Regions from separate parts of the Mus musculus genome. Here all the other regions are linked to region 1. A link is a contact called in public HiChIP or PLAC-seq and Micro-C data. All regions are on one chromosome and are shown on one strand. Each heading gives the region's core, a stretch centred on a gene start, on an enhancer-like site or on the middle of the called end of the contact. The rest is flanking DNA. Distances are from core to core; before and after follow the strand shown.

The links. Hi-C and Micro-C count contacts between places; a contact is called where the count stands out from the background. HiChIP or PLAC-seq counts read pairs in DNA pulled down with a chosen protein or histone mark.
Region 2: an H3K27ac HiChIP or PLAC-seq map of embryonic stem cells shows a contact between it and region 1, with 3 times the contacts expected there. The contact joins two enhancer-like sites. A contact is called at or near these places in 1 of 484 Hi-C or Micro-C datasets (nephron progenitors), 7 of 115 datasets of contacts at active chromatin or transcription factors (embryonic stem cells and epiblast stem cells) and 1 of 9 other capture datasets (embryonic stem cells).
Region 3: an H3K27ac HiChIP or PLAC-seq map of embryonic stem cells shows a contact between it and region 1, with 3 times the contacts expected there. The contact joins two enhancer-like sites. A contact is called at or near these places in 2 of 484 Hi-C or Micro-C datasets (both in embryonic stem cells) and 5 of 115 datasets of contacts at active chromatin or transcription factors (all in embryonic stem cells).
Region 4: a contact with region 1 is called in a Micro-C map of embryonic stem cells, with 1.7 times the contacts expected there. The contact joins two enhancer-like sites. A contact is called at or near these places in 3 of 484 Hi-C or Micro-C datasets (the G1E-ER4 cell line, embryonic stem cells and nephron progenitors) and 5 of 115 datasets of contacts at active chromatin or transcription factors (all in embryonic stem cells).

What each region holds. Positions count from the first base shown.
Region 1 is chr4:125,987,931-125,995,667 of GRCm38.p6, forward strand. No RefSeq gene overlaps it. Among named protein-coding and RNA genes, the nearest start is that of Gm32908, 33 kb to the right of the region's middle. Within about 2 kb of position 4,426, at least 9 of the 459 cell types and tissues checked have an H3K27ac peak or open chromatin away from gene starts, as enhancers often do. A contact at or near this core is called in embryonic stem cells, where this site is marked.
Region 2 is chr4:125,530,341-125,538,077 of GRCm38.p6, forward strand. All of the region lies in intron 1 of Grik3 (glutamate receptor, ionotropic, kainate 3), which reads left to right. Among named protein-coding and RNA genes, the nearest start is that of Gm32807, 26 kb to the right of the region's middle. Within about 2 kb of position 4,456, at least 47 of the 459 cell types and tissues checked have an H3K27ac peak or open chromatin away from gene starts, as enhancers often do. A contact at or near this core is called in embryonic stem cells, where this site is marked.
Region 3 is chr4:125,604,657-125,612,393 of GRCm38.p6, forward strand. The region is part of intron 1 of Grik3 (glutamate receptor, ionotropic, kainate 3); the gene reads left to right. Among named protein-coding and RNA genes, the nearest start is that of Gm32807, 48 kb to the left of the region's middle. Within about 2 kb of position 4,920, at least 21 of the 459 cell types and tissues checked have an H3K27ac peak or open chromatin away from gene starts, as enhancers often do. A contact at or near this core is called in embryonic stem cells, where this site is marked.
Region 4 is chr4:125,724,866-125,732,602 of GRCm38.p6, forward strand. No RefSeq gene overlaps it. Among named protein-coding and RNA genes, the nearest start is that of Gm40249, 110 kb to the right of the region's middle. Within about 2 kb of position 4,621, at least 33 of the 459 cell types and tissues checked have an H3K27ac peak or open chromatin away from gene starts, as enhancers often do. A contact at or near this core is called in embryonic stem cells, where this site is marked.

The DNA.
Region 1 (7,737 bases), core at 3,176-5,675:
AGGAAGACGTCCAAGATAGTATTTTGATTTCAAAAGACCCTTAAGGAAGATAAACACAGGTTCTCAGTCCCCTCTTTTAGGACCCGCTCCTTTGGGAAGTGCTTTCAAATGTCTAACTCCACTCCACTTTCCTGTAATGTAGTTACATTTAAAAAAAAAAAAAAAGTTAACTTTGTGCATGCTGATGTATCTGAGTGTGGGTTTTTGCCCATGAGTGCAACATTCAAGAAGGCCAGAGAGTTTTGGATTCTCCTGGAGCCAGAGTTAAAGAGGCAGCTGAGAGCCACCTGATGTGAGTGCAGGGAACCAAACTCAGATCCTATGCGCCAGCAGTAGACAACGTGCTCTGAACCACTGAGCAGGTCTCCGCCCCTATAGTTCCTTGCTGTCATTGGTGCTCTGTAAAATTAAAGCACTAGCTGACAGTGCTGTCAATCAAGTTCTTGCCCCCCGAAGCACGATTCCCAGAACCCAACTGAAACAGCCAGCCAGGCACAGGGGTTCATGTTCGGACTCCCACGGCCAAGGAAAGCAGTTAGCCAGGAAAATTAGGCTGGTGGATGCTTTCAAGAGTGAAGGCTGATGCTGCCAAGCCTGCCTGATAAACCGAGTTCCATCTTCTGGATCCACATGGTGGAGGAAGAGTACCAACTATTACAAGCTATCTTCTTTCCTCCAGAGACCCTCAAAAAACAGGGTGATAGAGGAGAGGAAGGACAAGGGTGGGGGGGAACCCGGAGATGGGGACAGTGATCAGGATGTAAAGTGAATTAAAAAACTAAACCAAGGTGAGCAGGCACCTAAGACGTGACACCTAAGATCCACCTCTGCCTTCCACACCCATGGCAGCACAGACGTTCAAACACATGCACACACAAGCACACACATACACAACACTTGGTAGACCATAACTGTCATTTTCCAGAGCTCAAAAATCTTTCCCAATGTTCCTTTCATGGACAGAAAGGTCCCCAGGAAGTAAAAGGACACTGGAGTCTGGGGTTCAAGAACAATTTGTGTCAGTTCCTGGTTATGTGACCTTAAGCAACTTACCTAACTTCTCAAAGCCCCATCTCTCCAGAACTCATAACACAGCACTGCCTGCCTCTGGAGTCACTGTGTGGAAACAGAAGCCCTAGTTAAAATGAGATAATCCCCACAGATGCCAGGAGTGTCCGGACCTTCAGGACCACACAACAGCTCTGAGCATCCCCCACACCCCAGCTCCAGCATCCCTGCCAAAGGTTAGACTTTATCTGCCAGGAGCAGGAGAAGGATGATCTGGAGAGAGAGCAGAGTAATTGGTGGTAATCCCGCAGCCGCTCACAGCCTCACTCCCGCTGCGGGGACGCTGTGGCCTCATCATCCGTCATTAGCCAGAGCTCTTCTGGCCGCTCAATTGCAGAACATGATTTTAATAACCCTGGCAGGAGGGGACCAATTCTTCTTTTGTCACTTAACTCTGATTCTGTTAGAGAGAGACAAGGACGTGAAAGAGAGAAAGACGGGCTGACAGAGCGGCAGAGGCAGGTGTAGTAAAAGGGGTGTAGGTAGGGGCAGAGTTGGGAAGGCCAGGCACGGAGAAAGGAGAAGGCAGCAGGAAGAGGATTGGTGGAGCTTGGGAAAGGCAGGGCCAGGAAGAAGTAGGATGGGAACCAGAGGCCAAGATGGGCTCCAATCTCAGGGTGGAATGGGCACGGGTCCCGCTTTGGGTCCCACTTTATTTTTTCATACTGACCTTCCCTTGTAATGCACACATTCCCATCAGGTCAGCCCCAGTTGCCATCCGGGACTGTCATTTTTGACACAGGTGGACAATGTACCCCAAAAGCGTCTCAACCTTAAGATCGTTGGTCCCAGAGCAGCAATTTGTCCAGTATGTGATTCAGGCAGAGGCTAAGAACAAAGCTAGGTGTGTAGTTTTCCCGACCTTGGTAGTCACCCCACAAGATTTTACCCTGGCTTTGGCACACCACCTCCTGCCATGGGTCCCTATTTTGTAGGGTTCTTTGGTAGACAGGGGATCTGACTGCTGTATCCACCAACAGGCACAGTACATAGAAAGAGCTCGAGACTAAAGTGCCCAGGACACAGAGAACAGCCCAAGCAGCTAGCTGGGTGGTTTCTCAGGATAGCAAGCAGCTGAGACAAAAGGCATACTGTGAACTGGCCCTCAGTAAAGTCTCTCACACACAAACACACACACACACACACACACACACACGCGCACACACACACAAACACACACACACACACACACACACACACACACACACACACACACACACACACACACACACACACACACACGGAAAAGGATTCTCAATGACTACAGTTATTGGACCCACCCCAGACAGTAAGTAGACCAAGCCCCAAGCAAGAACAGAGCTAAGCCCTGCAAAACTGGGACTGCAGCGCCACCTGCTGGCCACCAGTGGAGAGCACCAAGAAACCGGCTTGGTAAGGAAGATGGGTCAACCCTCAAAAAGACCAGTTCGGAGGTCTCTCAAAGAAAGCATCAAATTAGGACTCAGGATGCTCTCTCTGCCTCAGGGGGCCAACGAGATCTCCTTCAAGTGACAAGTCACAGCAAAACAAAAATTATCTCCCTGCTTCAATTCAAGTCTCAGATGTTTTATGTAGATTTAGATAAGGAAGGGACCACCCAGTTCTTGACATAAGGGAGCCCCTATCTGACCAGACTCAGCGTTAGAGGCAGGATGGAAAATTGAGAGTGGTGTGAAGTGTGCATCTGGGATCAGGCAAACACAGATCTGCAGATGAGGGAGCCTGGGTGCTGATGGGCTGGCTATGCAGGAATGGGGACCTCATCATGACTGTCATGAACATAAGACTCTGCTCTCCCAAGGGCCAAACCCATGGCCGGATTTATATGACTATAAATATCATCATGTCTCTGTTTTCCCCATCTGTGCAATGGGTATGACAGATTGAGGGCTGTGCCTTGGGCTCAAGGCTTGTAGCCTACAGTGCTGTCCCTGGTTTTTGCTTGTTCATAGTCAGGAGGAAGCTAAGTTGCCCTGAGAACTTCTATAATTCCTCTTTCCCAGAAAGGACAAGCCAGCCCAGCAGTGAGCACAGATCCTGGGCTCAGAATGGAGGAGGCATGGGAAGTGTGTGTTATCCATCAGAGACAAGGCTTGAACATGGGTGGGAACATCTGACCAGCCTTGCCTGCCAAGGACCAGCCTCGGCTCGGTCGAGGTTCTGAGAGAAAGGGTGTCTGAGAGTGGCAAAAACAAGACTCAAAGTCAAATTGTGGGTCTAAGCCGGCAGCCTATGTTGTGCTAAGATGGCTTTCCAGGCTCTGTGTGTATGTGTGTGTGTGTGTGTGTGTGTGTGTGTCTGTCTGTCTGTCTGTCTGTCTGTCTGTCCTCAGTTCTGCTCTGCTCTTTTTCTTGTTATTCTAAAAGCTCTAACAGCTAGCTTTCTGTTCAAGACAGCTCTCTCTGCTAGTAAAAATTCTAAAAGCTCTCTGGATAGCTCATGAGTTTTCAGACCAATGTCAGAAAAGTGGCTATAAAAAAAATTCTTGCTCTTCTGACCAAGTCAGAAATCCTGTGTTAGAAAAATTCTAGAGTTAGTTCTTGGGTTTTCCAATTAAAATCAGAAAAATAAAAAATAAAAAATCCAACCTCTAAAGAGCTGTGTTCACTCTTCAGGTCGCCGTCTCTGGATTGCTCCTAGAAACATTCCAGAAGAGCTGTGCCTGCTCTCTAAGTAATTCTCAGGATTTCTGACCAAGAAATCCTGCTAGAAAAAAATTCTAAGCCGGGCAGTGGTGGCACACACCTTTAATTCCAGCACTTGGGAGGCAGAGGCAGGCAGATTTCTGAGTTTGAGGCCAGCCTGGTCTACAAAGTGAGTTCCAGGACAGCCAGGGCTGCACAGAGAAACCCTGTCTCGAAAAACAAAAAAACAAAATAAAACAAACAAACAAAAAAGAAAAAGAAAAAATTCTAAAAGAGTCATGTTTGCTCTCCATGGATTTTCTGACTAAAATCAGAAATCCTGTTAGAAAGTCTTGAAGAGCTGTGTTTAATCTCAAGAGCTCTCCAAACAGGTCAGCTCTCACTAGGGAAAAAAAAAAACTTTAAAAAATAACTGCTAGCTCATCTCCTGCAGACCAAAAGGCAAGGTTTTTTGTTTGGTTGGTTGGTTTTTTTGTTGTTGTTGTTGTTTTGGGTTTTTTTTTTTTTTTTGGTTTTTCAAGACAGGGTTTCTCTGTATAGCCCTGGCTGTCCTGGAACTCACTTTGTAGACCAGCTGGCCTCGAACTCAGAAATCCACCTGCCTCTGCCTCCCGAGTGCTGGGATTAAAGGTGTGTGCCACCACACCCGGCATCAGTCATTTATTTCAAGTTCCCTCTTGGCCATCCCCATGAATCAGCATTCCATGACCCTAAGAGAGCTGGGTGGGACTCCACCCTGGGGTTCTGCCCTGGCCAGAACCTAAGTTTGCACTGTCCTAGGCTGACCTTGAACTCAGGAATCTGCCTGCCTTTGTATCTGCCTGCCTTTGTATCTCTCTGACAAGCTGGCTCATAGTGCAGGTGCCTCTGTTCCTTTAGATCTGTGAAGCTTTATACAATTCATATTGCATCCTTATATTTTTGCATAGCCTTAAGGGCTGTCCTGAAGGTCCCAGTGTTTTACCATTGTGCTGAGACATTAGCCACACCTTCGCCTCCCAGACTCATTAATGTTAACAAGGAGGACAATCCTCAGGGGAAGACGAAAATATGTACATTATTATACAAACAAGCCTTATGCCCACACCTAATTTGTGTGCAGCACCAGGAGAAATGACCCAAGCCTTTAGGAGAAGCCCAGAGGTCATGAGTGCATCCCAGACATTAGATACTGAGTTTTTTACACAGCTGGAGTTTGGTTTTTGCTTTTGACTGTGACTGTGCCCTGGCTGGATATTTTAAAGGAACTGAAGTTTTAATGTGTTTGAATTTGTACAGACTATGAGAGTTTTTAAGTTATTTATGTTTTTAATGTGAGATCTTGGGGGTGAGTAAGAAAAGAAACATGTCATTCTGTCCCTACCAAGGCCATGCCAGGCTGGCACTAGCCTCTAGTCAGGAAGCTGAAGCTTATAGCTTCTGGATGAGTGAGTCCTGGCCTCTGGGAATGACCATGACCAAGGCACGTGAGGAAGGCTGTCCCAGGATTGCAAGTGCTGTCAGGAGCAGCCTGAAGCCAAGCACTTGGCCAGCTGTGACCTTTATCCTTAGACTCCCAATGCTAGCCAGACCTCACCATCACAGACTGGACCCGAGTGCCAAGGATAAGCCACCAGCTTCTTCCTTGAGACAGGCTCCACTAGGGTCTCCCCCTACACACTGCTTTGGAACTATGGCAGCTTAAAGGGGACATAAGGCATCCCACAGCCTGCTGACTCTTTCTCTGAGCTGGCCCTGTCCCTGCCTCTCCTTGTCAAACCTCTGAACCAAAGTACTCTACAGCAGGGGTGTTCCCTCGGAAAGTTCCCAGGGCAGGTGGCTAGGGAGGAGGCTCAGCTGATGAAGTACTTGCAATCATGACAACCTTAGTCCAACCCCTAGAAAGGACCTTAGTTCGAGCCTCAGAACCCACATATTAAAAAATAACTAGATAAATTGAATGGTTCTACTGATTCTGAAATATTAGTTTCTGTTACTGGAATATATTTGTTAACATTTTGTTTAAGCCCCGTCCCACAGTTACCTGGCAACACTGACTCCCTATAAAAGGGAGATGCTTGCCCCCTCCTCTCTCTCTCTTGCTCTCTTGCCTTCCTGCTTTGCTCTGTCCTCTCATCCCTTACCCCCTCTCTCCGCATGCTCATGACTTCTCTACTTTCCTCCTCCTCCTCCTCCTCCTCCCTCCTCCTCCTCCTCCTCCTCCTCCTCCTCCTTCTCCTCCTTCTCCTCCTCCTCCTCCTCCTCCTCCTCCTCCTCCTCCTCCTCCTCCTCTTCTTCTTCTTCTTCTTCTTCTTCTTCTTCTTCTTCTTCTTCTTCTTCTTCTTCTTCTTCTCTCTCTCTCTCTCTCTCTCTCTCTCTCTCTCTCTCTCTCTCTCCCTCCCCCCCTACCCTCTCAACTCCCCTCTCTACTATTCTGTGGCTGGTCCCTCAGGGGGAAGGGATGCCTCAGCATGGGCCCTCGGAGGCACCCCCTCGCCCCCACACACACACCTGATTACACATTCACCAAACATACTCTTCTCTCCATATCATTTTATCAACACAGCAATGTTCATATTTTTACATTGCACTGCTGATGCCTTGAATCATACAGGAGCTGTGTTCCAGAAGCAGTCACAGCTGTACTTCCTGTTGGCAGCTGAGCTTAGTTGTCTAAGAATCTCCCAGGTGGTACTGGTTTTGAAGGCATGAAGGAGTCATGGAGAGCAGCTGAGGCTTGGTGCTATGCCGCAGGGCTGGAGTCTCTGAAGAAATCCCAGGAGAGGCTTTTGGTAAAAGTTCAGTCCAGCTACAGCAGAAGACCCCAGCATTTTGGAGATGCCAGTATCATGGGATGACCACCAAGGACAGCAGCAGGTATAGCATGGAGCCAACCTAAGCCTAGGACACAATCTGTGTGCAGCACCAGGCGGCAAAGGAGAAATGACCCAAGCCTTTAGGAGAAGCCCAGAGGTCATGAGTGCATCCCAGACATTAGATACTGAGTTTTTTACACAGCTGGAGTTTGGTTTTTGCTTTTGACTGTGACTGTGCCCTGGCTGGATATTTTAAAGGAACTGAAGTTTTAATGTGTTTGAATTTGTACAGACTATGAGAGTTTTTAAGTTACTTATGTTTTTAATGTGAGATCTTGGGGGTGAATAAGAAAAGAAAGGTTGTGGCTTCTTAGTGATGTGTTTGTGTGCCAGGTTGACCAAGGGTCAGTTGTGCTATCTTAGTTTTATGTCAACTTGATGCAAGCTAGAGTCACAGGAGAAGAGGGAGCCACAAGTGAGAAAAGAATGCCTCCATAAGACTGGGCTGTAAGCCGGGCGTGGTGGCACACGCCTTTAATCCCAGCACTCGGGAGGCAGAGGCAGGTGGATCTCTGAGTTCGAGGCCAGCCTGGTCTACAAAGTGAGTTCCAGGACAGCCAGGGCTATACAGAGAAACCCTGTCTCGAAAAACCAAAAAAAAAAAAAAAAAAAAAAAAAAAAAAAAAAAAAAAGACTGGGCTGTAGACATTTTCTTAATCAGTGGTTAATTAATAAGTGATGTGAGAGAGCCCAGCCCATTGTGGGTGGGGCCACCCCTGGGCAGGTAGTACGGGGTTCTATTAAAAAAAAAAAAAAGCCAGCTGAGCAAGCTATGGGGAGCAAGCCAGCACCACTCCCTGCCCTCAACCTCCTGCTCCTGCCTCCAGGTTCCTGCCCTGTTTGAGTTCCTGTCCTGACTTCCTTCAGTGAACCGTGATGTGGAAGTATAAATCAAATAAACCCATCCCTCCCCAACTTGCTTTTGGTCAGGGTGTTTCATCACAGCAAAAGAAACCCTAATTAAGACAGAAATTGTTACCAACATAGTTGGCGTTAATGTGACAGACCTGACCATGTCTTTTCGTAGGGGGAGGATGTGGTAGGACTTTGGAAATTTGGACTAGAAAAGCCATTGATTGTCAAACACTCAGTAAGGATGTTCTGTAGAAGCCTGGAAGACAACAATGTTGAGAGCAGTGCAGACAATGGAGGTTTGGCTTGTGATGTTT
Region 2 (7,737 bases), core at 3,206-5,705, 460 kb before region 1:
AGGATGGCGGGGGAATCTTCAGAAGTCACAGAGCAGAAAGCTTTCTTGAGGCCAAGGTTGGGGGACACCTAGCCCCATCTACAGAAAGGCAGCATTGTTGAAGATCCATCGTATACCAACTGCTGTGTTAGGTGCAAGGCCAAGCTCTGCTAGGCTGAACTTGCCTTTGGAGGGCAAAGGTGGCTGCTGAACTTCAGGCCAGCAAGGCACACTGTGCCTGAGCTCAGAGACATGTTTGAAAAACCTGTCCCTGGGCTATAGTGTGCACACGATGGAGACATTCCAAGTGTCCAGGAGGACAGTGAAGGCTCAGGATGTGGTTCGTATGGTAGAGGGCTTGCCTGACACACCTTCCCTGGCATTGTGTAAAACTGGACGTGATGGTGTGTGCCTCTGACCCCAGCACCTGAGACAGGGAGGTAGGAGAATTAGGTGTCGTCTCCACTGGATGACTGCATCGGGAGTTCAAGGCCAGCCCGACATCCTTGAGACTCTTCTTAAAGGTCAGTGAGATGGATCGGTAACTGGCCCAACCCTGTCTCCGAAGACAGAGCTGTCAATTCTGCCCCTGTGTAAAGGAGTCAGAGTGCCACAGAGCTCTGTGAGTTTCAGTTGCTAGACACAGACTCCCTTTTGCTATCTCCAGAATGTTGCTGGACGTGGGTGCATAGCACCCCACCACAGTGTAGGGCACGGAGCTTGGGCAGAGCAGAGGCTGAAAATCCAGCTTGTCCCTGGTGCTTTTATGGACATCTCTGCCCTGTTTTCTGCCCAGAGTCTTCTCCTTTGCCCTCTGCCCCTGAGCCTGTGCTCAGACATTGCCCATCTTGCCTTGTGCTGGCCATTTGGGACATAACCTCTGCCTCTCACCAAATGGCCTCCTAGCTCCCTTTGTCAGTAGCACCACAGCTCAGATTCCAAGGAGAAGGGTTTAGTGGGACTGTCAGTTTTTCTCTTGGACCATCATCAGCCCATGGATAACTGGCTGCCTCAGGCACGAATCTGGAGCGGATGGGGGAGGTTGATAAGAGTCGCAGGCAAGGACCATCCTTGGATGCCGGTGTGGCTTGATCATGACCTGTAAACGGTGGTGATAATTAGTAGTTTTGCTTGCAACAGGAACAGGCATGCTTATTAAAGTTCACGTGTGAGGCAAAATGGTGGGAAATTACAATTTCCCTGGGTGACAACATCCATGTGTCTGAGCTTCTCGATGGCTCCGGAGTCTGCAGGAAACCACTCTGTGCTGTTCCCAGGCACCTGGGAGACTGCAGGTTTCCACTGCTTCTCTCTGGTCCCCTCAGCTTAACCCAGGTCTCCGATGGCAATTGCCTATGTTCTATTTAATGAAGGATTCTATCCAAGTGGACCAAATCACTCCAAGTAATGGTTATTCGTGGAAAATGGTTTCAATCCAGCAGGAATCAGGTGTCTTGGAAAGAACTCTGTCTGTCTGTCTGTCTGTCTGTCTTCCACCCCAACCCCTGGTGTGTGTGTGTGTGTGTGTGTGTGTGTGTGTGTGTGTGTGTTTAGTTTTTGCCAGGAAGTTTAGAATGTTCAGTGTGGTATGGCAACTTATAAGAATTATCCTTCAAAAATTCTATCATTATTGGAAATAAATGATCTAAAATATATGAGGTAATGATACACACACACACACACACACACACTGTTCTACATGGGGAGCCAAGGGCATTGAGTTAGTCCTGGTACCACCTGATGAAGGAGAGCTCTGAAGGTCACAGCTGACATTTATGGGATTTTGTTTTCAAGTCACTATTCTGAGTATAAAGTCAGGACAACACTATGGGATGGATGCTATTTCACGGAAAATAAAGTTGCAGGACAGACAGAGGAACTTAACTGTACTGGGTAGGTGGGCCAGGCCGAAGTCTGCAGGTTGAGTGGTCACCCATTGAAGGAGCGTGACTTGGAGGAATCCCAAGATTGTGCTAGGTAAAGGCCCACAGCATTGAGGGTCACTGTGGTGCCACCACTCCCCTCGATGTCTCAGCCTTACCATTCTCACATTCCTTGCCCAGATGCATCACATTCCCACACGGTAAGGACACCCAGGAGCTGCCGTGAATAACAGGCCAGGACCTCATGGGCCCGAGGTTCACTCATGTCTCACTTTGTGGAAGAGCTATGCAGATGCTCAAGAGTCTAAAAGTCCAAGTCAAGGACACACATCTAGCAAAACACCACGTGTGAGCTCCCATGCCCAACTCCTGACCTGGCTTCTTACAATTCACAGCAAGTCCCCAAGTCTTGTAGGCAGATGACACCCCATCTCTATCACTGGCTCATCTGCTCCTAGTGTTACAGGAGGTAGATGTCCTGATTCTAATGCTGGCTGTGCTTTAGCTATGGCTTTAGAAGGTATTTAGCCTCTCTGCCTCATCTTTCTCTTCTGTAAAATGGGAATAGTGATGATCTACCTATCCCATATCATTGTTGGCTAACCTATCCTACACCCACGAGCACATGTATACAAGTTTGCATATGTGTGTGTATTAATGTGTGCATTTATGCGTGCACCCCACACAAACACAAATAAAGTGCTTACAACAGGCCTGATTATTGCCCCCAGTGGTTTTGACAGTCCTAGGCAAGAACAATTAATTAGCAGGTACTCCCTCATCCTATGCCTTCCATGGGGCAAGTGCCTCTGCCTCACTTCGCGCTGTGACCCTTCACCCCTAGCCTCTCCCATCACCAGGAGCTCAGTGCTGTCCCCATCTTTCTCCATCTCCTAGAAGACTATTCTACCCATCCTCTGTCGCCTGGCTCACAGGGCTGGGTGGTGCTTTCTGTTTGGCCCTCAGGAGAAAGCCCAGCTTGCCCACATAGCCACTGGAGACTCTGTTCGTTCATAACACTCTCCTCTCAGGCCTGGCTCACTGAAGTCCTGCCTTCTCCCTCCGTATTCCATCTGCGATCTTTGTCCTTAGGTTCCCAAACTCAGCAAGGGAGTGAAAGGTAGCAAGCAGTTCCTCCCTAGGTCCAAGGTCCCTTTCCTTACAGATATCTGTGACCTATGACTCTTTCCAAGAGGCTCAAGTGGCACCAGCTAGGGCTGGCCTTGGAAGTGCACCTCCTTCTCTGAGACTGGCAGGTGGCCCCACCCCCAGGGCCACCTCCCCAGGCCCTGCAACTCTGGCTGTCACTCACGCAGGGGCCCTACTCAGTGCCCAGATGCCTAGTTGCCTCGGTTGTTGGATCACTTTTGATGTGCCCATGCCGTGCCTCCTACCCCGTCTCCAAGATCCTCCAGCTCCTCCATCCATCAGAGATGGAAGGCATTTTGTTTTCTTCCTTTCTGTGAGTTGGGTCCCAGCCCAGGCATCTCCTTGGAACTCAGATATCTGAGCACATTCACGAGAGTTTGCCTGGGCTTCATCCTTGGGAGTCCAGCTGCCCCTCCAGCACTGCTCCCTGGTCTTCCCACTGGCTTGAACTGGTTATGGAACTGGCTTCTACCAGGAATCCTTTGCTGGATCTGATGCAGGGGCACTGGCCCTTCCAGGATGGAAGGGAGGCAAGGGGAGATCTCATGATGGGGAGCTCAGGGGGTAGCCCAGGAGTAGTGCAGGGAAAGCGTCACCCCCCCCAAAGATCCCCGAAAGATCCAGTGGGATGACGCCAGTGGGATGACGTAAGGGTGGGTAGAGAGGGCATCCTGACTGTCCAGCTTCAAATAGGATTCTAAGGAAGGTGGCTGGAGGGCTGGGCAAAGACTTAAGGGGTGATTAGGCAGATGTAAGGCTCTGAGGCTGCATTGTGAAGAGCAGGCAGCACCTGAGTCGGGCGGGCGGGCGCTTGCTGCCTTATTGACATCTACCCCACCCCCACCCCAATGCACACACCTTGACAAGTTACTTGAATTGCCGCACCTGCAAATGGCATAAAGATCTCAGCATCTGCTCCTAGGTTCTTAGTGAGGTTCCAGGGGCATTGATTATGTCTGCAAGGGCCTCGGGCATGGCGCCAGGATGCCACATAAAGTAATTGCTCAATAAAGGGGGTATGGTTATTTCTGCCCGTATATGCCTGGGTGAGGAAGACTGAGCCCGAGTACTCCTGGCCGAGCCATGGCCAACTCTGGTCTCTGCATCCCAGGCAGAAAAAAGACGCTAGGTGGCTGAGCCTTGCTAGCCAGACTGTGTCCCCCAGTGCTAGGGGCGTGGCTGGCTGGCAGCAGGAGGGGCCCAGCCTTATGAACATGAAGATCCCAGTGATCCAAGCATGTGATTCACAGGGCCATTTTGCTGACAGCTTCTTCGGCCTCACCAGTCTCCAAGCAATTAACCAGCCAGGCCCCGGGGAGGGACGTTTGGCGGCAATCAGGGTAACCTTGACCTCCTTTGTGATGCACAGCCAGGCTCTGAGGTGCTCAAGTGCTGTTGAAGGGCAGCTCCTCCCAGCACAGAGAGCTCCTCCTTCTGGGCCAGCTGGAGAGGAGGCCAGGGTACCCGGACTCAGCCACAGACGCTGACATGTCTGACCTTATTTGGCCTTTACACAGTACAAAATTTTTCATGGTCCTGCACATTTTGCTTCCTTGGAGATGTACAGCCAACTGAGCTATATGCTATATGCTCTCTGTGTGTGTGTGTGTGTGTGTGTGTGTGTGTGTGTGTGTGTGTGTGTGATAGGGTTCTGTGTAGAGGACATTGGTGCAACAGAAATGTGAATGGAGATGCGTGTGCGTCTGGGTGGGAATTGGGAAGTGTGGACCGACCTAGGGGAGGAGGCTGCAGTCTGAGCGGGAGTAGAGAGCATATGCAATCAAATGAGTGAGGCAGGAGGGAGGGACCACGGCTGAGGGTCTGGGGAGGCAGTTTTGGGGATGTGGTGACAGCCTTCCCCTGCCACCCCCTCCCCAGTGGCTCAGGCCTGTACGTTTCAAATACTTCATTGTCGGGCCTGGTAAAGCCTTTATTTATAAAGCGCGGGTGTTTCATTCAGCTTAACTGAAAAGGCCTTTAAATCACCGCAGCTGGGAAGGGCTAATTGCAGTTAGAGTTGTCAAGGACTCTCTTGTCTTGCTTTCGCCATCTGTGACATAGTGAATGCAAAGATCGTTTTAAACATAGGCAGTTAATGTAGAGAATAATTTGAGAGCTTTAGATATTTATGGTAAATTATTTAACTTTATAGTTGAGTTTTATTGCCTCATTATTCTGTGTGTGAAGAATCTTGGCGTTTCCTGTGACTCGGCACTTTGAGGAGTTTTACTTTGCCGCGCTCTGGAGGAAAGTTACTCGGGGGCCTGCTCAGCCCTGAGCGGACTCCAGGCTTCCCACAGAGAGGCTCCGGATGGATGTCTATCTAGGTACAGGCCATGGCTGGTGTTTGCCCTGGGTCAGGGTCATTAGGTGCTCCACAGGTCTTCCAGGTTCCTCTTTCCTGTCCCATAAGGTCCCCCTACCTGATGCCCCTCCACCAAGAGTTGTTAGGACCCCAAGGGGACAGGGCTTGGGACAGGCTTTTGGTTTCCCTTCACCTTTTGGATCCTAGGGCCACCCTTTTGTCCCCTGCTGGAATTCTATCCCGCAGTTGGTTGTATGCTTGCGTTGTCTCTTGATCGTTTCTCAGAGCTGTGCCTTCCTAATTACTCAGGTTTCTTTTGAATATCCTTAAGTGGAATATCCTTATGCTGGAAGGAAGATAGCTCCTGCCTCCCGGAACCACTCTCCCTTTCAGTTGGTGACCTTGGTTTGAGCACTGTCTGTAGCCTGTGGGGGGGACTTACATCATGGCAGGATTTTGTTGCAGGTGCTTAACTGAGGGCCTTTCCAGGCAACAGGTGTTGGATTCCTGAAGCTGTAGGGGATAGCCCTAAGCCAGTGATGCTCGGAATGGGAGGACAAACACTCTGCTCCTTTGCCTTCTGGCGGGATTAGCTCAGAGTCTGACCATGATGTCCCCAGGGTTTCCTGGATGATCTGCTCAGCCACACCCCTCCCACTCTGACTCACACACACCACCCCCCCCCACACCCCCCCCCCCCCGTCTTCTCCATCAGTATTCTCTGGAGTAGCTCTCAGGCAGATGGCTTGAACTCAAACCCTGTCTCAAGCTTTGCTTCTAGAGCAGTGGTTCTTCACCTTCCTAAAGCTGCAACCCTTTAATACAGTTCCTCATGTGGTGACCCCCAACCATAAAATTATTTCCGTTGCTACTTCAGAACTGGAACTTCGCTACCGTTATGAGCCAGAACGTAAAATGGTTTTTCTATGGTCTTAGGTGATCCCCGTGAAAGAGTCATTCAACCTCCAAAGAGGTTTGCAACCCACAAGAGTTGAGAACTCTTGCTCTAGGACCTTCTTTGCCTGGCAGCCGTGGAGTTGACCCATAGCACTGCCTATCTGATGACTTTAGGGATGTTGAACTCTGCCTTCTTAGCCCACTCGCTTGACTTGGGAAGTGATATATGCTCGGTTGTGTTCAGCCTTTGTCAGACTTTCTTCCACAGGACAAAGGAGCAGCCAGCCAGCTTGAGTTAAGCACAGCCCCCCTCACCCCCACACGAACTTGCTAGTGTTCTAGGGGAAGGATATGTCTTTGAGAGGTCTGGGTGATTATTTTCTATACGGCTCTATTCCTAGTCCAAGGTCTGAAATGACTGTCTGAGGTTTGAATTTAATGTCTGGAGTGGATTTAGTTGGAACCTCAAAGTTATTAGCTGTGGATGTAAGGCTGTCACAGGACACCTCTGAGGTGTGCTGGAATGAGCTCTCTCCTATTCCTGGTTTCCACGCTGCCATCCATTTGTCAGGACTCAGCTTCCATGGCACCTCCTCTGACAAGCCTTTCTTAAGCGCTTGTTCCTCCAGGCTTGGGCTGAAGTGTTTTCACAGCTCTTTGTTCGTAGCTGGGTAACTGTACTTATCACATTATCTTGTCATTTATCTGTTTCCCGCCTTCTCACTGACCAGGCTGGGAGCGCCTTGAGGACAGGGACTGTTTTGATTCCTCTCATTTGTTCTGAGGCTGCTGCCTGGCACAGCCCCAGCTCAGAAGTATCCCAAAGTATCAGCTAAGGTATGCATGGGTAGGCGGATAACTGGATGAGCAAACAGATGGACAGATGGGTGGATAAATAGACAGACAGACAGGTGGATGGGTAGGTGAGCAGGTCAGATGGACGGATGGCTGTATTTACAGATGGATAGAAGGGTGGTGCTTTTGTTTCCTTTCTGTTGCTATGATTAAAAAAAAAAACTGACAAAAAGCACATTAGGTGAGAAAGGGTTTCTTTTATCTCACAATCCCAGGGTTACAGTGCATTTGTGTGAAGTCACAGGGGCAGGAGCTGGTCCCATATCACATCCAAGATCATAATCTGAGAGAGAGAAACGTATGCATGCTTGCTTATGCTCAGCTTGAGTTCTCTATTCTTACTCAGCTCAGCTCTCGATGTCCTGCCTAGGGAATGGTGCCACCCACCATGGACTGGGTTTTCCCACATCAACTAATTTAATTAAGACAGTACCGCATAGAGAGAACTGCAGACCCGTTTCAGACAATCCTTCACTGAGACGGTTTCGAGGGGATTCTATGTTGGGTCAAGTTGACAGTTAAAACTAACTGTAATTGATGGACAGGCGTGTGACTGACCAGATGGATAGATGGATGAATAGATGACTGTATAGACAGACTAATGGATGAATGATAAACAGAATGGTGGGCAGACCAACTGCTGTGTGAATGAATGCAGACTGTCATGTG
Region 3 (7,737 bases), core at 3,670-6,169, 380 kb before region 1:
CTCTTTAAATACTGCTCGTGAGGAATGTATGGGAAGGGAGAGAATGGAGATGAGCCAGGGGAACCAGGGAGCTGTCTCCAAGTGGGGCAGGAGCACTCTTCAGAAGCCAAAGCCCAACGGAGCTTGTGTTCCACAGAGGCGGGGCCTGTGCCCACAGGGGCGGGGCTTGGATCAGAACCCAGCCTACCAGGCACCTGTTCTGCAGAGGGTAAGGAGATCAAGAAGGGAGAGAGTAGAAGGGGACCCTTGGCTGTGTGTGTGTAAGATTAGAGCCCGTCTTTTCCCCCAACTAAAGAGAAGTGCAGTGGGCACCTCCCCTCAAAGTGTCACCTGGGTCATAGGTCAGAACACATGGATGCAGGTCTATGGTGTTTATAAAGTAGAAGGATGAGCAAGGTAGGTTAGAGGCAGAGGAAGACTGGGGGAAAGAGGTAGCCTCAGCTAAGGTTTGGCATTTTGTTGAAACATCCATTAGTTTCTTGGGGTGCCTTCATGACAGAGTTATCACTACAACAAACATCAGCTGGCTCATTAAGGCAGAAATGTTTGTTCTCTGAACCTCTACAAGAAAAGACGGTCGACACCTGCCCTGGGATATGGAAAGTCACATTCCTTCATTTGTCTAAATCACACTGTTTCCTCCTGTGCCTTTTGAGACCTCAGGAAATCAACACACTCAGCTTTGCTGGTGTAGTTCTTCCTCGGCGGAGTCAAGCTTTGAATGTGTACCCCACTCTGCACATGGAAAAGCAAGTCCTGGGAACATGGAAGACTTTCTTCTGGTGGAGATGGCTGGGTCTGAGCAAGGCATGCTTTCACTGAAGCCTAAATGGGGAATCTTTCTACTGTTGTATGTAAGAATGGAGCACAGACATGCCAGCTGCTCGCTGGTCATCGTCAGCCATTAAAAACAAGATCCACGGTGATGGGGGTCCGGTGGCAGGTTGGCACAGGGCAGATGTCAGCAGGTTTCACAGAGTGGATTGATGAAGGCTTAGACTCAGCCTTTGTGGAGTCCTGCCAAGAAAAAGACTGTGCCCCACAGCCTTAGAGCGTGCAGGGGAGTGTTCTTCTGATAGGAAGCAACCAGACTCTAGGAGCTCTTGGTTTTATTTTGTTTCATTTGTTTTTCTTTTTTCTTTTCCAAAGAGGGTTTCTCTGTGTAGCTTTGGCTATCCCGGAACTCACTCTATAGACCAGACTGGTTTCAACTGGAGAGATCTGCCTGCCTCTGCCTCTGAAGTGCGGGTATTGGTTTTTCTTTTTTCTTTTTAAAATTCGCTTTTTAAAACATCTTATTTGGGGGGCTGGTGAGATGGCTCAGTGGGTAAGAGCACCCGACTGCTCTTCCGAAGGTCCGGAGTTCAAATCCCAGCAACCACATGGTGGCTCACAACCATCCGTAATGAGATCTGGCGCCCTCTTCTGGAGTGTCTGAAGACAGCTACAGTGTACTTACATATAATAAATAAATAAATCTTTAAAAAAAAAAAAAAAAAAAAGAATGGGATCTGCTTTCAATATAAAAAAAAAAAAAAAAAAACATCTTATTTGGTATTTACCCATTTGTTTGCTTTTGTATTTAGCATATGTGTGCATGTGTGAGAGAGGCCAGAAGAGGAATGACTTCCTGTGTTCTGCAGTCAGTCTCTGACTCATTCCCGAGATACAGGGTCTCCCACTGAGCCTGGAACCAACTCTAGTGAGCCCCACCTCCGCAGCCCCACACCCAAAACAGTGGAGTCCCAGTTCCGGCTCTGCACATAGATGCGGACTCAAATTCCCACATAGCAAGTGCTTTTCCCCACTGAGCCATCTCTTCAGCATGTATGCTATGCATATGCGCGCACACACACACTTTGTAAAAATATTTTGAAGCAACAGTACATATTTGCTATAAATAATTTGGGAAACTTCAGAAAATGTGAAGAGCAAAATAATCCATTAACCCCTTGTACCCATACTTAGTTGAGTATAATGTTTGGATACAGATCCTTCCAGCTTTTTTTTTTTCTTCTGTAGCTATAAATAATATTTCAAACCTGATTTTCATTGGATAAACAAGTATCATATGATATTATTTGCAGTGTTTTGAGGGAAGGCCATGGCTGCCCTCTGCGCTCGTAAGCATTCTTTAAGAGCGTTTTAAAGCCTCTCCTACTTCCCACCCCTCCCCTCGACACGGAAGGCTTGCCTAACAACAGCAAAAACACACGCTCCATTACGTTCTTTACTTTCTAGAAAGTACCACTGTTAACATTTTGGTGTGTGTCCTTCTGGTGTGTCCTTTTTTATTTTAATTGGAATCGCGTTAAATTTATAAATTAATTTGAAGAGACCTGACATCTTTACAATATTGAGCCAGCCCTTCCGGGAGTAAGTTATGTCTCCCCATTTATTCAAGTCTTCTTTTATGTCCCCCAGTAAAGTTTTGTACTTGGCTTGATGGAGAAATTGCACATTTATTGTAAAGCATTTTACTATTTTTTTTTCTGTTGCTTTTGTGAGTAGGGCCCTTTTTATTCCTTGCAATTCCTTGCTGTTTATGGCCGAGACATAGGAAGGCTGTATGTTTTGTGTAATTCTCAGGCTGGCCCTTGAGTGCGCTCTGGGCTTAGTTGCTTCTGTTTTCATCTGATTTCCTTGAGTTTTTAAGGGAACTGTAGTAACATCTGCAAGTTGTGTGTGTGTGTGTGTGTGTGTGTGCTTGTATGTGTTAGAGATATGCATGCATGTGCACACGTGTGTGCCTCAATGCATGTAGGTCAAAGGCAGTGGTCAGGTGTATCTCATTAAACCTGGAACTCCCAGATTTTGTTGTTTTGTTTTGTTTTGCCTAGGCTGGTGGCCAGGGAGCCCAAGCCATCCTACAGTCTCCCCGCCTGTTTCCTTTGCTCCACTCCAGCAATGGGGTTACAGGTGAACAAAGCCACGCCCCGCTCCTCTTTAACCCTAGTCCTGGGAATGCAAATTTCAGTCCTCAGCTTGTACAGCAAGAGCAGGAGTTACCTGCTAAGCCACCGCAGGCACTCTGACTAATGCCAACTCTGTCTTTTCTGATGGTGAAACCTCCAGTCTTTTGCATCCTGTTCAGACCTTAACCTTAAAAGAGTTTTATCATGAAGACTGTGTCATGCCTCTAGAGAGATCAACCAGCTACATTTGCACGTGCCTCTCACGTGACCTGGCTCTTTGGACCTGCAGCCTCCCCTGCCCTGCACACCCCTCCCCCATCACTTCCACACCTCCTGTGTTTTGAAGCAATGTCCCTGTATCTTATCATTCTTTGTCCTCATTGCCACGCTCAGGACCCGTTTCACTGTGCAGATGGGTTTTAATATACTGAGAAATCTCTCGCTTTGGGACATTGAGGAGATTCTATTTATTAATATTCCATAAAGATATCCTTCTACATCAATGCATTTAGACATGGACTTACCATGTCATGTGGCATTTTGACCATTTATTGACCAATTAAGCAGATAAATACAGTGGTGTGGTGACTCTTCTCATTAGATGTGGCGCACGTACGTGCTCAGCGCAGAACTTTCTGGAGAGGCAGAAAAACACAGAAGGAAAGCAGTCATCCATAGATGAGGGCTCTGAGGAAATGACCCTTCGCAACCTTCCTTCTCATCTTGTTTCATGCTTGTGTGAGAAGGTTCTTGCTCACCCACACAGGTTCACAAGCTTGTGTTCTCAGGCGTTAAAGCTGGTGGGCTAACATCCTCGGGGAAGGGATGGATTTGCACTCTAACATATTCACTATTTCCCCTGAGTTCCTCTTTATCTTTTATTACATTTATTTATGTTTGTGTCGGGGTATGTTCACATACATACACTGAAAGACCCACAATGTGAGGGCTCCCCCACGTTCTGACTCAGGAGAGGTGGCACCCCAAAATCACCCACAAGAAACCGGTCTTGCTGCAAATTGCAAGAGGATTTTTATTCAAGAGCGCTCTCGGGCCCACGGTCATACACCACGCAGGGGTAGAGGACCCTGGCGCCCCGAGTAGCTGGGTAAGGGGGTATTTAAAGGAAGAAACCGAAACTCAAGGAAGTGGGGAGGGCGTTGTTGGAAGATACCAAAGATACCAGTTAAGAGTCACAAGGAAGTGTAAAGTTACAAGAGTCACAAGGAATACCTGGTAATTGTTAACTCTCAAGACAGCTTCTAAGAGCCCCTAACAATAGCACATTTGCATTGCAGGTTCTGGTAATGGCCAGGGTGACTTTCTTTGAATGAGCACTCTTTGAACCCAGGAAGCGGGTGGGTAGAGGAATGTTGCTATCTCTTTTATGATTAGCATACCTTTACAAAGGCCACATTCCCAAGCCTGGGCCTAAAGGCCTAGAATTCTGTTTTTACGTTGTTATACTTTCAACACGTGCTGTGTGCCTCTGTGGGGGGTCAGATGACAAACTCAGGTACTGTTCAGGGGCTGTCCACCTTCTTTTTTTAAATTTATTTTAACAATTTAATTATTTTTAATTTTTTAAATTTATTTTATGTACATGAGTTGCTGACTTCAGACACACCAGAAGAGGGCATGAGATCCCATTGCGGATGGTTGTGAGCCACCATGTGGTTGCTGGGAATTGAACTCAGGACCTCTAGAAGAGCAGTCAGTGCTCTTAACCCCAGTCCACCTTCTTCAGACAAGGTTTCTCCCTGGCCTGAAACTTACCTAGTGGTCTGGCTGGGTCCTCCAATCCCAGCTTTCCCAAGAAGAGCATTACAAGTCCTAGTCATCAACCCTTTAGCTTTGGAAAGCATCCTTTGTTGTTTGTTACAAAGTGTCCAGGGATTGAACTCATGATTGCAAGGCAAGCATTTTACTAGCTGAACAACCCCACCCGGGTCACCCGGCAGCCGCAGCCGCAGCCGCCCCTTTGTTTCTCTATTCAATAGACTTGGTTTGAGGGAGGAAGTTTCCAGCTCACAGCAAAGTGGAGCAGAAGGCGGGGAGATTTCCCACGTCCCCTGCGCATACATGCTCAGAGCCTCCTCCGTGGCCATTACCAGGGACTAGAGTGGTGCTTTCCTTCCAGGTGCTGGCCTTGCATTGACACACTGTCTCAGCGTGGGATTCAGGGTAAGGTTCGCTTTCAGTATTGAACACTATGGGTCTGACAACAGTGTCATGCAGAGAGATCTCAGTGCCCTAAAATGCCTCTGTGTTTCCTCCTACGCAGCTCCTCCCACCCCTAATCCCTGGTGACCACTCACCATGTTTTACTATCTCCACGTGATCCCTTCCCAGAATACTGCTGAACTATCCAGTTTGCAGCCTTTTCAGGCCACCTTCTCTGTGTAAGACACACCTAAGTTTCTTCTATCGTCTTCCCAATCGTTTCATGGTTTAATGTAAGCGTGGCCTATCTCACTGTGTGAATGTCCCCACTTCTTTGTCCATTCACCTAGTGAAGAGTGTCCTGGGTTGCCTCCCAGTTTGAACAATCTTAGATAGAACGGCTGTAAACACCTTTGTACAGGCTTCTAAGTGGACTTAGGTTGCCAGCGCCTTTGGGTAAATTCCAAAGAGCACAGCCGCTGGATTGAATGACAAGCGTTGTGTTTGATTTTCTTGAGAGGCTAAGGCAAGAACGTTGGGTTGTTATGAGTTTGACCTCAGCCTGGGCTACATAATGAGTTCCAGGCCATGGGATGAGACCTTGAAAAGAGTTTATTGAGTCTTATTAGCAGCTGGAATCAGAGTTCTGCGCCCCGCCATCAGGGCTGTCTCTGCTGCTCCTCATCTTCACAAGTATTGGCTATTGTCACAGTGTTACTTCCCTTCCTTGTTGCTGTGACCAAATACCTGACAGGAAGCACTGTAAGGGAGCAGGACTTGTTTTGGCTTGTGAATTGAGATATGGCCCATCGTGGCCAGGAAGGCATGGCAGTGGCATGGGATGGGTGGTTAGACCACACCCAGGGTCAGAGAGCAGAGAAGTGAATGTTAGAGCTCCAGGGGCTCCAGCCTAAGATTCATGTCCATCAGGGTTAGGTCTCCTCCTCCTCCTCCTCTTCCTCCTCCTCTTCTTCCTCCTCTTCCTTCTCTTCCTCTCCCTTCTTTTCCTCCTCTTTCTCCTCCTCTTCTTCCTCCTCCTTTTCTTCCTTCTTCTTCTTCCTCCTTCTTTCTTCCCTTCCTTTCAAGGCAAGGTTTCTCTGTGTAGCCCTGGCTGTCCTGGAACTCTCTTTCTGAAGACCAGGCTGACGTCAAACTCCTAGAGATCTTCCTGCCTCTGCCTCCCGAGTGCTGGGATTAAAGGCGAGTGCTCACCACCACTGCTGCCCCGTGGGTCTTTTCTTCTGGATGCTCTCTGAAAACACCCTCAAAGGCACATCCAGAGGTGTGTCTCCTAGGTGATTCTAAATCCAGGCAAGCTGACAGTGAAGATGAGCCATCCAAGCCAGTGTTCTGGATTTTGGCTGTTCTCATAAACATGCTATTGTTTCCATTTGCACTGCAAGGATGCTATAGAACACAGTGCCTTTTTCTCTGCCTGCTCACCTTCTGTATATCTTCTGTGATGAGCTGCTTATTACTGTCTTTGGCCCACTTTTATGGTTTTTTTGTTTTCTTACTTTCAAGTGTGTTTTGAATAACAGTCCTTTACCAAGAGCATCCCAGCCCGTGGCTTGTCTTCACTCTTCTAAGCCCCCTTTGCAGCACAGACCATTTTAATTTTGAGTGAGCCCAGCCTATCCAGTCTTTGCTTTATGGAGTATGCCTTTAGTGTTAACTAAAAAGTCATTGCCAAAGCCAAGTCTAAACTTTGTTCTTGTGACATTCTAGGGTGTCCCTTATTTTGTGCAAGATGTAGGATCTATGTCCAGATTTTTTTCTTTTCACATGGATGCCCAGACATATGTTATCTGTGTCTTCTTCATTGCCTTTGCTCCGGTGGCAAAGATCAGCTCCATGTTTTAAATTACCCCTTTGAATTTTTTTTAAAGTCAGTTTTGTTGTCTTCTTCAAATAGATTCTATACATTTTTTTCTAGATTTAGTAAATATTCCTTTTCTTTGATTGCTAATGTGGGTAGTACCATGGTTTTAAGTCACATTTTTTGGGGTTTCTTTTGCTAGTATATAGGAAAAAGCAGTCAACAATGTTTGAATTCTTGGGCTAATAGCACTTACTATGATGTCTGCATTGTCTATTTATGTCATAGCATGTGCCCGAATTTCTTTTTTTTTTTTATAACTGAATAATATTCTCTGTGCATAAGGTACCACAGTGCTGACAGTCTCATCTTCTGGTGTTCACCTTGGCTTGCCCCTGTGTTTTTACTACCGTGAGTTAAACACCTGTTCACGTGGGTGTACAGATCTCTGCTTATGTCCCTTCTGTTCTTTGCATACATATACCCCCATGCATAGAATGGCAGGGCCATATCCTAATGTAGTAATTCTGTTTCTGAAATACTGCCCTATGGAGTAGCTGGCCTACTTATATCTCTACCAACAGGATACATGAGTCCCAATTTTCTCAAGACTTCATCTAATTCATCTCTTCATCGATGCATTTTTGTATTTATTTTATTATTAAAACCTGCGTTTAGATGCGCATTATCTATGTGTGGGAGCGGGTGTGTGCATCCCGCAACGCACACATGCAGATGCCAAAGGACAACCTGTGGGAGTCAATTCTTCACCCCTCCATGTGGATCCTGAGGACTGATCTCAGGTCACCATGCTTGTGACAAGGGTGTTTAGCAGCTGAG
Region 4 (7,737 bases), core at 3,371-5,870, 260 kb before region 1:
CCTCTGAGCCTGTAAGCCAGCCCCAGTTAAATGTTGTCCTTCATAAGAGTTGCCATGGGCCGGGCAATGGTGGTGCATGCCTTTAATCCCAGCACTTGGGAGGCAGAAGCAGGCAGATTTCTGAGTTTGAGGCCAGCCTGGTCTACAGAGTGAGTTTCAGGACAGTCAGGGCTACACAGAGAAACCCTGTCTCGAAGAAAGAAAAAAAAAAAGGAGTTGCCATGGTTATGGTGTCTTCATGGAAATGCTAATTAAGACAGAAGTAGGTACCAGAAGTGGAGTTTGAGGCAAACCTGGGCTACATGGTACATTCCAGGCCAGCTTGGACAAGCCTGTCTAAAAAGTGGGGGGAGATAGAGATAGAAAAAGAGAGGGAGAGAGAGGAAAGAGGATGAAAGGCAAGGCAAGGAGATAGATAGATCGATAGATAGATAGATAGATAGATAGATAGATAGATAGATAGATAGACAGACAGACAGAAAGATGGAAGGAGGAATGGGAGGAGATCTCTTCCCCAGGGACATCTATGTGCCTTAGAGGGAAACATACCACTGCAGTTCAGACATAGGCCCTCCACATACAGTGCCTTTAACTACTGGTGAATTGTTCAGGTCAGTGCAGTACGTAGGTGGGAGCCATTAGGGTCAAAGAGCCCATTCTCTGCTCCCAGGGATGGTAATGGCAGACTTTTCCCAGGGCTAGTATACGGTTTGTAAGGGGTTAGGAGGCTCTGGGACCCTCTAAAAACTTGAGATATCAGAGTCCATCACACAGCCATACTGGCCTGGGGGGTACGGTGGGGGTGGGGCAGACGGGAGGCAAACAGGAAGTAAACATCAGGAGCCCAAGGTGAGCGCAGCAGGTTGGGATTTGGAAGCAAACCGCAAGAGACAAGTGGAGCTGAGTTTGCGGGGTACCATGTCAATACTCAAGGGATGAGAGGTCATAGGTGAACCTCTAGAGGTGAAGGTTAAAATGAAAGCTTCAATACCTGTCCCGCCCACCCCCAAACGAGGTCTACTACTGCAGGTCAGAGTCAGGCTAGAGCTTGACAAGGGGCTGGGCCTGGCTCAGGAGTGTGACAGCTTCTCTCACTGCTGTAATGAGTTACCACAGAGTCACTGACTTTAAGACAATTCCCCCACATATTTGATCGGATAGTGAATAATGAATCCAGGACCTTGTGTGTGCTGAGTACATGTGCGTGTGTGGGGGGGGAGTATTTCCCAGTCCTATTTTGCTTTTTAAAAAGTATTGGCATTATTAATATTATTAATATTTTTCAGGCAGGCCTTGAAAATCCTACCTAAACCTTTCCAGGAGCTGGGACTATCAGGCTCCACAAAACCATGCAAGTTTTAATGTCTTAGGGGTGTCATTTCTTTAAGTTGGGACGCACATACACAGCCACTCACATTGCATCTTACAGATCTGGAAGCCAAAGTCCCAAGTCAGCTTCACAGTGCTAAAGTCTAGTGGTTGGGTATTCTCTGTGTCTATTTCTGTCTATCTCTCTCCACCCCTCCTAGTCCCTCCCTCCCTCCCTCCCCTCCCTTCTCTACCCCTAACTCCAACCTTAACTCCACCCCTTTCCAGCCTGCCCCTTCCCTCTTCTTAGGTGGGGATGACCTGGCCCAGTCTCTGCAGCTCTGGGCATCAGGCAGGCTGAACTGCTTGGCTTTGAACCAGGCCTGCCATCAGAAAAAAAATAATAAATTGCAAGAGACATTTCCTACCACCTGTTATTCATAAATTCCAGACAAATTTACTGAGTGTTGAGCTCTAGGGTAGAAGGACCCAACAGCAAGACAGACTGAGCGGGTCTTGCAGGTGGCTCCCAGACCCCCTCCGGGTTACAGGAGCAGGCACACACTAACCCGTGGGAGTCCATCACTTACTGTCCCAGAATTTTCAAGCCAGCTGTTGAACCCGGCCATGATTAAAAATCCAATTACATTAACTTACAGTTAAATAAATTGTATCAGAAACAAAGGTAAGAAAGAAGCTCAGATCCAGGACAATGTCTTAATTGTGATGCCGTACTGTCCCGTTACCTCTGCCCTTGAGGTTGTGTGCTTCTGTGTGTGCGTGCAGGCTGGAATAAACGTGTCACCTGCGCAGCTCAGCATCTCTTCCCGGCTCTATGCTCGGTGGTGTCACTGTCACCACTTGATACTTTAAAATCCGCAAGTGTTTATTGCCTAGAACCTGGCACACGCTACACATCAGCCTTTGCTTGGTGAGCCAGTTACTAAACATTTACAGCACGCTACCACCTGTTCCCGGTGCAGAGCCCGGCCCATCTTAGCCCACCCTCCTTAGAGCTGTGAGGCTGAAGGGAGCAGGAAGCTTCAGTCCTGGGTTCTTACTCCTCCCTAGCTGGTCTCTGGATGAGTGTTCAGTCCGCCATCTCCCTGCGGGGGGTGGGGGTGGGGGGGGAACACGTTGCTCCATTTCACCTCCCTCAAGTAAGAGCCACGGAAACAGCTGTTCCCCCCAAGGCTTGCAGGCCTTGATTCTGATTACAGACACAGCTGGACCACAGCTCCCAGGCCACCGTGTAACTAACTTTCACTTTACTCACATTCTCAGGAAAATTGATGATTTTCTGCCTTTTTATTACACTTGGTGATAATTTAAAAGGCGGGTTAGTGCACCCATAAAACCGACTTTGCAACAAGCTTGTGGCGGTAGAAAAATACATTTGGTCAAGAACTATTGTTTGCAGTCATAAAACAGAGGCCAGGGGCTCCCTCCCACTCCCAGTCCCCCTGCCCACCGTGTTTCTGAGAAGTGGGGCAGGCATTAGATGTCTTCCCTCTGTCTGTATGTATCTCAGGAGACCGAGCATAGTGATACGAACCCATTCCTAAAGATACATTGCCTATGGACCATGGTGGCTGGGAAAATCCTCAGAGTCCTGGGGCCTAAGGATCAGGTCACTCCACAGAAGGCCTCCAAGGGCAAAGCTGGCTTCCAAAAGGGAGTTTATAGCTGGCTAATCAAAGCTTAATTACAGCAGCTCAGCGGGCTCCAGCAGGCCACAGTGGTTTTGCTCAAGAAACTTTTTACAAGCTTAAGCAGAAGCAGCAAATTAGCAGGAAAGAGAGGAGAACCATCCTGCCCTCCTTCACCTACTTCCCAGGGCTGGAGAGCTGCAGTTACCCTGCAGAACAAGGCTCTAGGCAGATGGTGCAGTGGGGGAGAGGAGGGGTGAAGGGCAGCGAGGGGTGGTTCCCTCTAGTTAGTGGACTGCCCTGTAAGACCTGTTCCTGTCCCCCTGGCTGGGGGACCAAAAGTAGCCTGATACCTTCTTCCCATCGTCTCTTGCAGTGACCACTGGTCAAGGTCACCACACTCCATGTAGCTGGGAGTCTGTGCCATTCTTAAACATCCCAGCACACCCCTGAATTCTGGGCTCTTCTGAGCTTCTGATGAGCAATTCCCTACCTCTCCCCAGCACACTGCAGAATTCCAGTCCGTCTGTGTGAAGCCGGGCTCCCAGCGCCACTCCTCCGGAGGCGCTCCAGGATTCCCCTCCACACCATGCACCTGAAAGTTCTGAAATGCGCTTCCTTTCTGCCTCCCACACTTCTGAGAGAAGCTACTTTGTAACCATTTGGAACCACGCAAGTCTAGGTTTGAGTCCTATCACTGACCACTAACTAAAATGTGCTGTCCTAAGCAGGTGGTTTAGCCCTTCTGACCCACCGTGTCTCTGTGTGGAAAATGGGAATAAGTAAGTGGCTTGGAGGAATTCCGTCAGATGACCTGTGAGCGCGTAAATGCCACGCCTGCACGCTGTGGCATTCAGTAATTGATGGCTATTGTGCTCAGCTCTAAGACAAAGAAAAGATGAGGCTGAGGTCAGAGCTTAGTGCAAGAGCTTCAGTTGCCATCTCAGCACCAAAAAAGAGAGGAAGAGCCCAAGGAGAAAGGTGGGGATGGCGGGGAGATGCCCCTCCATTGGTAAAGTGTACCAACTTGAGGATCTGAGTTCCGATCCCCAAACCTCCATCCTCTCATGTAAAAAGCCAAGAGTTTTGGTACATGGCTGCATTCCACTGGGGAGACTCAGACAGTCGGTCGGATCTCTGGACCTCACTGGCCAGCTAGCCTAGCTGAACTGCAGAGTCCCAGGACTTAGTGAGAGATCCTATCTCAAAAAACAAAGCGGATGGTTGACGACACCCAAGGTTGACCTCTGGCTTCCACACGCACCTGTATACACACACACACACACACACACACACACACACACACACACAAAGCAGTAGAAGAGAGAGAGGTAAAAACATTTAAAATCCACAGAGATCTCAGTTGCACCTTAAAAAGAAGATCCAGGATTCTAGAAGCACCTTAGAAGAGCTCCCTGCCTTGTGTCCTCAAGAGTCACAAACAAAATTCTCTAGCCTGAGTCTCCAGACTGAGGAGAGAGTCTCTCAAAAGGGTGTGGGTGGGATCCGGCTTGGAAAAGAGCGGCTGAAATCTGGGAACAGGAACAAAAGAAGGCAGGTCCCGGTAGGTAATGAATTCCTAGGCCCCAGGGCAGGGGCCTCCTGCTGAGGATGACTGGGATTGGCAGAATACAACTCCCAGGGGTCCAGGCAGGGGGAGGGGTGTAGAGAACTGCTTCCAATCGCCCATTCAAGTGGGCCTCTGCTGATCGTCATTTCATTGGTGAGTTACAGACTGAATGCAGCTCTGTGCTGTCGCGGTCCACGGAGATGTTCCCTTTCAACTTTATGAACTTCGCTGACAATGAATAAAAGCGCTCTGGCATGACAGGCGCCTGCATTATTCTGCGCGATTCCTGGTTCCTAATGTCATCAATTACAATAATCAGATCACCGTAACACAGGGCTGGAGCGGGGAGACCACAGAGGGGCAGACGTGCGCGACCGCGGCTGTTTGGAACCGCTCACTCGTGTCTCCGAAACGCTGTAGATGGCTGGGAAATGTGATTGCCCTTAAGTTTCAAATTACCTGCAATCATTAAAATAATCTAGTTCATATTCATAAAGCCGTGATTATATTTCACATACGCAGTAAACACTTTATGAGGAAAAACCCACAAATCTGCAACGAAATAAAGAGGCGCGATCTGGCGGTGTCAAAATGGTAAGCTGCGTTGGCGTGAAATCTGCTACAAACACGGAGCTGGGAGTTGAGTGCTCTCGGTGGAGCACATTCCGGGCCACGGTGGTGGGTGGTAGGGTGGGCTTTTGAATGCAGAGCAAGCAGAACATGGAGAGGAAGGAGGAAGGGGAGGCAGCCATAGGAAGGACTCCTTGTGTTTTCCTCAGCCTGTGCCTCGGTGAGATGACCATTTAGTCCAAGTGACATCAGCAGGCGCAGGTCACCAACTACCATATGGCATTGTGAGATTCACGTGGTCTACAAACTGAAAATTTGTTGTACTTGCTTGGGTAGGAAAACTTGATGGCCGAGGCTCAGAGAAGTTAAGTGAGTGTCCTAAAATTGCACAGTGAGCAAACAAACCAGACTCAACCCCAAGAATGGGATTCCCAAGTGCACCCCATACTTGATGAAGTGCCTGGTCTGAGAGGTCGTGTGACAGTGAATGGCATACAGGCCAGGTGTCCTGCTAGCTGGGACCTTGCTGCCTAACCTCATCCAGAGTATAAGGCTTTTGTGTTTTGGGTTTTGTTGTTGCTGCTGGGGTCTTTTCTTTTCTTTTCTTTTTTCTTTTCTTTTTCCACCTGTCACCTAGGACCTGGTGATAGAGACTGACTGTTGTCAGAACTGACTGAATGTCTGACACTTGATGGGAAGCCAAACATTTTGCAAAAATCACTCACTTAAAAACATGAACAATATATATATATATATATATATATATATATATATATATATATATATTGCAATGAAACACCTTTTAACACCAAGGATTCTACGTGCATGAGATGTCTGTGTGTGTGTCTGTGTCTGTGTCTGTGTGTGCATATAAATGGGTACATGTGCACATGCATGTAGAGGCCCGAAGCCGACTCTGGATGCTTTCCTTGATCACTTTCCACCTTATTTTCCGAGGCAGGAAAGCAGAACTTACTCACTGGCTGGGCTGCCTGGCCAGGGAACTTCAGGGATCCTCCTGTCTCTGCTACCCCAGCACTGGGGTATAGACCCCAGTACTGCCATGCCCAACTTTTATGTGGGTTTGAGAATCAAACTCAGGTAGGGCCTCAAGAATGCACAGCGAGCATTTTACTGAGTTGTCTTCTCTGCACCCCCTAACACCAACACTTCGTAAAAGAACACAATAGAATTAGTTAATTAATTAATCAAAACATCTTTCCCTTCCAAATAGAACCACATCAAAGTAGGTGAAAATTTCCACCTTAGCACAGAGGTAAATATAATCCAGGAATAAGAGACTCCTGTCTTTAGAATGAGCCCCACTGAAGCCAAAATCCTCCCCCTGAAAAATACACCCCAAAAGGAAGAAGAGAAAATGGCGGAAACCTCTCTAGCAGGCAGATGGAGCCCAGAGGGTTGGGACCTGAGCTGAGCCTACCCAGTGCTTTCTCCAAGCCCACCTCCCCTTCCCAAGTGGATTTGAAGGTGAGAGAGTACAGATCCCCGTCCGCCCACGCCGCTCTTGCTGTGCAGCGATTCTCCCTGGAAACCAGTGGTGGTACACTGTTCCTCCCACCTCACAAACTAAAGGAGAGCAGGGGGAAAGGGAGGAGAGAGGGAGAGAGAGAGAGAGAGAGAGAGAGAGAGAGAGAGAGAGAGAGAGAGAGGAGAACCATTTCCTTTGCTGTCTACCACATGCTTAGTACACCCTCTCTTGGTCCCTCTGTATATCTTAGATGATGCAGTTCAGGGCCAGCTACTATGAGACTTTCTAGGCTGGCCCAGAAGCCATCTTGACCATATACAGCAGCTGAGAGAGACTCCAGGGCACAGAAGCTCCTCCACAATGACCCTCCACCCCTCTGTGGTAGCAGGCTCTTTCAGAAGGAGTGGTAACAGACCACTCTATGGCCATCATTGGAGTCCCCAGCAGTAGCGGTTCACCTACACTGGCCTCAGTTGACCCTTCCCAGGTGCACACTGCTCCAGCTTCGCACCTAGTCCGAGGATAACTGGCTGGGAAATAACCAAGATTCTGGGCAAGTCTGAGGACAGAGGTGGCTTTGGCCAGCGTGCACATGCCTGGAGAGTCAGAGAATAGCCGTCATTAATGACAGGGTAACCATCAAAGGTCAGTGCTCCCCACTCTGCCCTGAAGCCCAAGGCCCCTCCCACCAAGAGGCTACCACATACCCGAGGCCTGTCTTGAGACTGTAGGACCCTGGTGCTGACATCCTAGGACCCTAGAACACGTGATACCAGTGCTGTGGTGAGTGGTGGCTTCTCTCTCCACCACCTGTGTGCTGAAACTTAACAATCAGTGTAGCCATATTATAAGGAGGTCTCAGGAGGTAACAGAGTCTTGGGAGAGCCCTGGTGCCTCACTGCAGAGACTCCCCACCATGCCCTCTGCCTTCCACCATTTGAAGACACAATGCTTCAAGTGTCACCTTGGAAGCAGAGAACAGCTCTTCTAGAAGATTCCAGATCCTCAATTTGAACTCCCAGAGTCCAGAACTGAGATAACCAAGTGTCTGATCTTCATAAAGCGCCCATTTGATGTTCTCTTATGGAAGCACAATGGACTGAGACATGCAGGTTTCATGAAAAACAGTCTCCAAGATGTCCTAACAGCCA